3 separate regions of the Mus musculus genome follow, and regions 1 and 2 are each linked to region 3. The links are chromatin contacts, called in public Hi-C and Micro-C maps. All regions are on one chromosome and are shown on one strand. Each heading gives the region's core, a stretch centred on a gene start, on an enhancer-like site or on the middle of the called end of the contact. The rest is flanking DNA. Distances are from core to core; before and after follow the strand shown.

The links. A called contact is a pair of places that touch in the nucleus more often than the background predicts.
Region 1: a Hi-C map of granulosa cells shows a contact between it and region 3, with 2.1 times the contacts expected there. The contact joins two enhancer-like sites. A contact is called at or near these places in 7 of 484 Hi-C or Micro-C datasets (Sertoli cells, embryonic fibroblasts, epidermal suprabasal cells and 3 more) and 1 of 9 other capture datasets (bone marrow-derived macrophages).
Region 2: a contact with region 3 is called in a Micro-C map of granulosa cells, with 4 times the contacts expected there. The contact joins two enhancer-like sites. A contact is called at or near these places in 24 of 484 Hi-C or Micro-C datasets (the CH12 cell line, the MC3T3-E1 cell line, the Patski cell line and 15 more), 5 of 115 datasets of contacts at active chromatin or transcription factors (Th17 cells, embryonic stem cells, epiblast stem cells and 2 more) and 2 of 9 other capture datasets (adipose tissue and liver).

Annotation. Positions count from the first base shown.
Region 1 is chr10:56,592,348-56,595,047 of GRCm38.p6, reverse strand. No RefSeq gene overlaps it. Among named protein-coding and RNA genes, the nearest start is that of Gm36595, 160 kb to the right of the region's middle. Within about 2 kb of position 1,382, at least 3 of the 459 cell types and tissues checked have an H3K27ac peak or open chromatin away from gene starts, as enhancers often do. A contact at or near this core is called in Sertoli cells and granulosa cells, where this site is marked.
Region 2 is chr10:56,389,994-56,392,693 of GRCm38.p6, reverse strand. Gja1 (gap junction protein, alpha 1) reads right to left here. Exons shown (of 2, transcript NM_010288.3): 2 at 2,275-2,700. Among named protein-coding and RNA genes, the nearest start is that of Gm36460, 3.8 kb to the left of the region's middle. Within about 2 kb of position 1,298, at least 3 of the 459 cell types and tissues checked have an H3K27ac peak or open chromatin away from gene starts, as enhancers often do. A contact at or near this core is called in granulosa cells, where this site is marked.
Region 3 is chr10:56,485,536-56,488,235 of GRCm38.p6, reverse strand. No RefSeq gene overlaps it. Among named protein-coding and RNA genes, the nearest start is that of Gm36595, 55 kb to the right of the region's middle. Within about 2 kb of position 1,430, at least 136 of the 459 cell types and tissues checked have an H3K27ac peak or open chromatin away from gene starts, as enhancers often do. A contact at or near this core is called in Sertoli cells and granulosa cells, where this site is marked.

The sequences.
Region 1 (2,700 bases), core at 133-2,632, 110 kb before region 3:
CTTAGAGAGTCATTTCTATCCTTTGGCTAGGGAGGGCCCAAGGATGGAACTTAGATCTTCAGTATTGGTAGTAAATCCCTTTATCTCCTGAGCCATCATGCCAGTCACAATATTTTCTTAGCAAATTTCCAATTATCCAGAGTCTGAAGTTTTTTCTTTCCTACCTATATTAAGGTATTAGGAGTCATTCTTTAGAAACTGTGCTTATAGCATGTACAAGAATATAAAAATGTATATATTGAAAGTTTTATTTTGTTCAAGTTATCTTCCAACGTCATTATTTTCCATACAATTATCATGAGAGTATGTTTTTTTTTCTTTTGAGACAGAGACTCAGATTTGTAACTTAGGTTTGTCTTGAACTGACAGCCTTTCTTCCTATACTCCCAAGTGATGTGAGTCCATATACCACCAAACACAGTTTACATAGTCAGTTTTTCTAGTATCCACCTAACACTTGAATATAGAATTCAGTAAACCAAGTCTTTTTCAGTTCTTTATTGAATGAAAAATATCGAATGTATAGCAAAGCTTAACGTGTCATCCAATGCCATCCTCCTAACCCTTCCCACCTGGACTCAGTGATGTTACCATATTGCTATCACTTACTATGTCTGTCTATCAAATAAATGCAGCCATGTGACATAAGTACAAAAATTGTATAAGTACAAAACTTCCCTCTAATTTTGTGTGTTACATAATGGATATAATATGTGGTTAAAAACAAGAATCCATAAATGTTCTTTTTTCCTTTTAGTGGGTTTTTTTTTTATGTTGTTGGGTACTTTTGTTTGTTGTTTGTTTCTGAGACAGAGTTTCTCTATGTGTCTCTGGCTATTCTGGAACTTGCTATGTAAACCAAGTTGGCATCAAAATCATAGTGATAGATGGGCCTGCTTCTGCCTCCTAGGTGCTGGGATTAAAGGTTTGTGTCACCACACATGGTTTTATACGTAGTTTACAAAGGCTACTTTGATATTTTCCTCATATTTCTTCCACAGTCTATGCACCCTAAGGAAGAATTTTTCCTAAATCATTTAATAGATTTTTCATCCTGTTGCAGATACTTTGTTGCTATATATAATTTGATTGAAAGAAAGGGTACAATACATCAATTACAATGTATATTATAATTCTAAATGTTGATATAACATATAACCAAGGCACAATCTGAAAGGAAGTAATACAGACAGGAAAAAAAAAAAGAAAGCTAATGTTCAGGAAGTTTGGACCCATGTCTTAAAGGAAACAATATCACTCTGTGTGGAACAGAGAAAAATGTTTGTTCCACAGATGCAGCTATCTTTTCTGACCTTAAGCATCTTAACCCAGAGATGTAAGACCCTGAAGACAGAGCGAGTAGTAAGAAGACTGATTTCTGTCCTCACTGTTAAAGATAACTACTCAAGGCCAAACCATGAGGTGCAGACATAATTAGCATAGTCACAGACAAGGCATGGCTACATTTTCCAAATACTTTCAGGAGGATTGCAAAGTCTAGTCTGAAGTTAAAATACACTATAAATTTTGGGTTCTTTCCTTAGTTGATTTCTTTGCACACTATTCAGATAACCTAGAACTTTTTCTGTATTGTAGAGTTGGACTTGAATGGAAGCAAATTACTAATCATTAAACTAAGAGATAGGCAACTGGGTTTGGTTACTTATCCACTCACCCAGTGTACATGCTGGGCAAGCTCTCCACCACTACACTACAGCCCAGCTGGAGAACCCCATGTCATGGGTGCAACATTGTGTTCCTCTTCCTTATTTGAAATTAAGATGCTGAATTGCACCAGAAGCTCATGAACTGTTAGTTACAGAATTCTTTCTAGGCTTCCTTTTGTTTTGTGCTGAGATAAGATTTCACATATCAGGCATACACTTATGCTGTGTTGATACACACCTTTAATCTCAGCACTCAAGAGGATGAAGCAGACAGATCATTAAATTTGTGGCCAAACTGGTCTATAGAATGAGTTCCAGGACAGCCAATGCTAAACAGAGGAAACCATATCACCAAAACAACAACAGTAACAACCAAAACCCAGGATCTCACTCTGTGGTCCAGGCTGGTCTCTGATTCACAGTGAATCTCCAACTTTGACTTCCTGAGTGGTGGGATTACAGATGTGTGCCATCACATCTGGTTACCATAGTTCTGATTTTTAGGATACAAATGGTAAAAACTTGAATGATAATTTTCTGTCCTGGCCCTTCATAGGTCATTTTCTTTGCTTAGAACAGTGCATAACATAGAAACACGTTGATTTAGTTACCTGGTCTCTTATTAGTAGTAATTTTAAATTTTTATTACTGTAAGTAACACTTCAGTGAATTACTTTACATAAGAATCATTTTATGCCAGTATATTTGCAGGAGAGGAGCCTATAAGTTGAATTGCTGGGTGAAATAATATGGATACCTGCCATTCTTACAGGTCTTACTAAGTGGGAGTTCAGCCATTGTGCATTCTCGGTTGTACAATGTAAAATGGGAAAGAGCAAATGCTGCCTAGGTTTATACCCATAAAGTACTTCATGGAAATATGTCTATATTTGTTATTTAGAAAGTAAACACTGAGTAGTCAAAGGTATTTAAATTTTACTCAGTTTAAGTGATTTGAGTCTCTCTATATTCACCTATTTCTATTCAATTTTTGCTTGTGTTTGACTGACATTAAACTTATGAATTACATCTT
Region 2 (2,700 bases), core at 49-2,548, 95 kb after region 3:
AGCTATCTATTGTTGAGCTACATCTCAGCTAAATTGTCCCATTTGGCTTCAAATGGCTTTTCTGTCTCTCCCTAAAAAAGTTTAGAGAATTTTTTGGATGTGGTGTTACAAACTTGTCAGGTAGGAATTCAGCCTCAGCTACATAGTAAGTTTGAGGTCTGAGGTCAGCCCAGCCTGGGCTACCTGTCTCAAAACACAAACAGAAAATGTAATGACATCATCTCTCTATATATGTATATTAGAAAAATAAACAACATAAATGTTCCAATAACTGGAAGGATTAATTTTGTATGCTTTTGGGAGCAGGAACTAAATCATTCATTCATTCTCTACTTTATAACACCTGATGGGTATATGTAAAATAAAGTGGTTTCTTCTACAAATTAAGGTTTCCTGATGTCCACTGAGGAGTATAAAAAGATGCTCGTTAAATTTGACCCTGTTTCATGTATTTCTGTATGTTCAAATTTTGTACACACAATGTAAGTATGCTGTTTTCTTCTGCTGGAGATGCAGCCAATGGGAGTTGCTTCGAGGGGGCTTACTGTGTAGTCAATGTGGACTGGGGCTCACTGTGTAACTAGTTTTTAATATACCGAGTGTAGCTACAGTTTTTAATACACCGAGAGAAATGTTGACAGTGGTTTACATAAGTAGTCTTTTTTTGTCCTCTTCGGCTTTATTCTTTTGAAAATAGGGTCTCATACTCATATATCCCAAGAGGGTTTCAGTCTTATGTGGCTGAGAATGATCTAAACTTTTTGAAAAGTGTTATTGTAATTTAATTAATATGAACACACTGGATACCGTTCTGCCATTTTAAAATGGCATTATTTTTATGACTCCCTCCCCAATCCCCTGAAACCTTGAACTTCTGATCGTCCTCCACCTACTTCCCACATTTGTATAGTGGTGAAGATCAAACCCAGGGCTTCATGTAGGCTTCAGCAGTGAGTCTTGACCTTCCCCAAGATGCAAACCTTTAATACAGTTCATGGTGTGGCGACTCCCAACTATTTTGTAGCTACTTTATAATTGTTTAGTTTTGCTGCTGGGCAGTGTCTTAGATCCTAAGACTTCCGGAAACGCATGGTTTCTAATGGTCGTGACCCACAGGCTGTGAAGAGCAGCTCTGCAGTTACAGCTCAATCCCTACATTACCATTTCAGAAGTCAGTTCTCTCCTTCCAGGTGACTCTAAGAAATACTTCTACGGGCTGAGCCATCTTGCCAACCCTGTCTCAGTTGGTGGGGCTTGTCCTTGAGTCTTGCCTCAGATGTCCATGAGCTGAGATATCACTGGTGTTTGTATTTTATTTATTCTTGATATTGCATTTTTGTGGCTGAAACGTCATCAATTGACCAGACTCATTTCCCTCCAACAAGGTTGTTTTTTCCTGGGACCTTTAGGTTTGCTTGGTTTTTGGTCTATGTAGCCCTGGCTGGTCTAAGTCACCACAGACCACATTTGCTTACAAAGCTCAGAGATTCATTTATCTCTCTCTACCTGGGAGTGAAGGATTAAAGATGCCTGCAATAACCAGCATGTTGTCTTCACAAAATTCCTTAATAAAAGTTACCAAAATCCAGTACCTTCTCTGAATGTAATATCCCCAAGCTTGTCGGTGTGGACAACTGAACAAGTCTCACTAAAGTTGAGTCCAGATGAGGACACACCTCAGTGCTAAGGTATACGCTCTACCTTATATGTGAGGTCTTAGCTCCACCTGCAACAACCCAGATACCTTCCCCAATACTGTAATCACTACCTCGGGCCTACAACTCCATGTATCGAGGAAGCCATGGCAAGAGAATGTAGAGGCTGGCAAAAAATTCTAGGTTCGATTCTATGAGTGTGTGAGACCTGGTGTGGAGTTTAACTGTTCTCCCAATTAAACATTTGTATGCTTTATTTCCTGTTAAAATATTACCTCAATATTTCAAAATCAATGATGCTTATGGTGTTTGTCCTTAAAAATCAAACTAACAAAACACTGTTCTTCAAAGAGCCAGATTTGATTCCCAGCACCCACATGGCAGTTCACAACTATCTCTAGGGGATTTGACACTAATTTTTTTTTTTTCCTGGCCACTGCAAGCAGCAACATACCATTGCACAGAGATACCGGCAAGCAAAAGATGAAAATAAAATAAAAGTGGATTTCATTAGCCCAAGACATTGTAATTATGGGATCTACTTTTGGTAATCTTGAATAAATTTGGTAAGTTTTCTTGTTTTTTTTGTTTTTTAAATCACACAAGACATGCAGGTTATCTTTATTATACTAAATTAAAATTTTATTGAATAAAGAACACTTTCCCGAGCACATTGATTGGATGGGCTAGGTCTACATTACATGCAATGAAGCTGAACATGACAGTAGTTTAACATGGAATGTCAAACAAATTAGTTTCTCATTGTCCAAAAACTCCTTGTGTAGCTGGCGCGCAAGAGGAAACATGATAACTCGACATTTCAATCATCTGTGATGAGTTTTTTTAAGTCACTTGAAGAAACTGGTAGGTGTCTTTAGCTTACAGTTCAAATAAATTAGTTACATGTGCACTGCTGAAAACTCCTTCACCCCCTCTAGTATCTCAAAGAAAATCTTAGTGCAAACATCCAAGTTGCTCGTCAATCTAAAAGACTGTTAAACTCAGAATACAAGTTCTGAGTTAATGTGTAGTTAAGTAGGACAAA
Region 3 (2,700 bases), core at 181-2,680:
CATTGCTCTGGCACAATGCCTGCCTTCCTGCCATCATGGTCTCAACCATGAGGTCCATGGACACTAACCCTCTGGAGCCATGAACCTCAAATTAAATTCTAGGCCTGAGCAAAAATGTACCTTATTTTTGAGACAGGGTCTCATGTTTCCCAGGGTAACCTCAAACTCATTACACAGTCAAGAATGTCTTGAACTGCAGATTCTGCCTCTGCCTGTTGAGTGCCAGGATTACAAACATGTCCCACTGTGCCTAGTTTGTGTGGTGCTGCTGATCAAACCGTAGGCCTTATGTGTACTAGACAAGCCTTCTACCAATGGAGCAATATCTTTAGTCCCCCCCACCCCGCCACCCCAAATATCCCCATTTTGAAAGGGAAAGAAGTCTTGGGATTTTATGGAATGGAGTATACAAGATCCATATGTATGGAGAGATGGCTCAGTGGTTAGGAGTTCTTACTGCTCTTGCAGAGGACCTGGGTTGAATTTCCAGTATCCACACAGCAGCTCAATGCTGTCTTTAACTCCACTTTCAGAAGATCTGATATCCTCGCCTAGCTTCCATGAGCAAGTGTGGCAAATATGAGGTACACATGCATATATGCAGTCAAACACACACAAAATAAAAGTCAGTTGTTTGAAAAGAACCGTCCCTGTTCCAAACCTGGCGAATTTCTTCTTCCCTCAGCCCATTGCTTTCCTTTGTTTGTTTGATTGTATTTTAAGAGAGTCTCATACTGTGGCTTAGTCTATTTGTGAACGCACCGTTAAGTCCAGGCTAGCCTCTAACTCAAAGCCTCCTCTGGATTTCAGGTGCTAGGGTTACAGGCATAGGCTACCTACCACACCCAAGAGTTCCTCTGCTAGGTATAGGGCCAAAGTGCTCTGTATATATTCTCTAGAGATCGGCTTGAAGCTCTAACTCCTGCATTGCTGTTAATAACAGTTAAAAGAGGGAATGCAAATGTCTGTTGAATACCTCCTCTATCTTCCAGGGCTCCATCTATTTCTCCTAGGACAGGATCACTGTCAGTTTCTGGATGTTTTCATGTGTGTGAGGGTTGCTTTTGTTATGTTAGCCTGAGGTAGTATTTCCTGTTTGTCTTTATTTGGAAGTTAAGCATCATTAAAAGATGTGAAAGGATGCTAGCCTGACAGAAGGTTAGACAGGAATAATAATGGTAATAATAATAGCTATTGTTATTATTATTATTTGTGTTATATCAGTTTGCCTAAGTAAGAGCTTCGGTTGTTGACCTCCCCACTTCTGTGTCATTCAGAGCTAATGTGAGCCATGAAAATAGTTTTCAAAAGGTTTAGAACACAGAAAAGAAGGTGCAAACATTCCTCAGGAAGTTGGTGCAGGAATGAGGCAGCCCCTCTAGCACTGCCTATCTGCTGACTCACAGTCGGTTGCCGGCAGAGTCAGAGTCGGGTGGGGCTGCAGCTGGGACCTCTTGGTGCTGTGAGTAGTGGAGCTCATGATTCACTTTCTCTGACTTCTGAGCCAAGTGCGGTTTGTTTTTTTTCCTTACCTCCTAGACATACAAGACACTAGTTTCTCTTGCGCAGTGTCCCCAGCCTAAGCGTTAGAGGCCTGGAGGCAGACAGACAGAAGTTCTGTTCCTTCATTGTGGTTTCCAGTCAAGCTTCAAAGACTCTGGGTTTTCCTTGAACCTCCCACTTCATACTCACCCAGCCCTCCTCACTGCCTCCCTTAAAAAATTCAGACTCCAGCACCAGGCAGAAAATCCAGTTCCCACTGTGTTGCTCTTTTGGGGTTGGTTAGTGGGTGCTAGGAATGGAACCTAGGTCCTTGATCTTTTGGGCAACGACTCTAGGGCTGAGCTGGATTACCAGCCAGGCCAGTGGTTGTTTTTGTTGTTTTGAAACAGTCAGTGTATATTCCAGGTTAATGTCAAATTTGCAACCTTCCTGACTTCACCTCCTGATTCCAGGTAAACTAGTTATTTTATAAACTCAAATCCCCACAATAAATCTTTTCTTTTGTATGTCTATGTTTTCCACAAATTCTGTGACTCTCATACTCCAGAATGAGGAAAGTCTGATTGCCAGCACTCCAGCTTTCCGAAATACGTACAGAGAGCCCTTTTAAAGGCTTCAACAAAGGTGGGCCAGGCTTCTTGGCTGGTTGGGTTGGGTAGGGGGTGTGGGAAAATGGAGGCAGGGGCATCAGGATATCTCATTAGTTTCGGCCGGTCTACACCCTGTCACAAAGGGTGCTGTAGCGTGGGCAGACACTGCGTAGCACAACTTTAATCCCAGCAAGCAGGCTGATTTCTGCTACTTAGAGGCCACCTTGCTCCACTTATCAAGTCCAAGGCCAGCCAGGGTTACATGATGAGACTCTGTTTCAAAAAACAAAAAGAAATAGAAAGAAATCAGGGGCAAACAAGACAAGGTCCTGGCCTTCAAATGTCTGACAAATTAATGAAAGTCTCACTGTTCTCAAGGATTCTTGACTTAAATTATATCATCTTGCCAATTGTCAATATGTTCTTGTAGTAATTTGAATATACAGCTCTTAGCTGAAGAAGTGTTGTTTGGACAGCAGGTAACCCCCCTACACACACACACATACACACACACACACACACACACACACACACACACACACACATACACACACACACATACACACACACACACACACACACACACACCCCTTTATACCTAACTCAG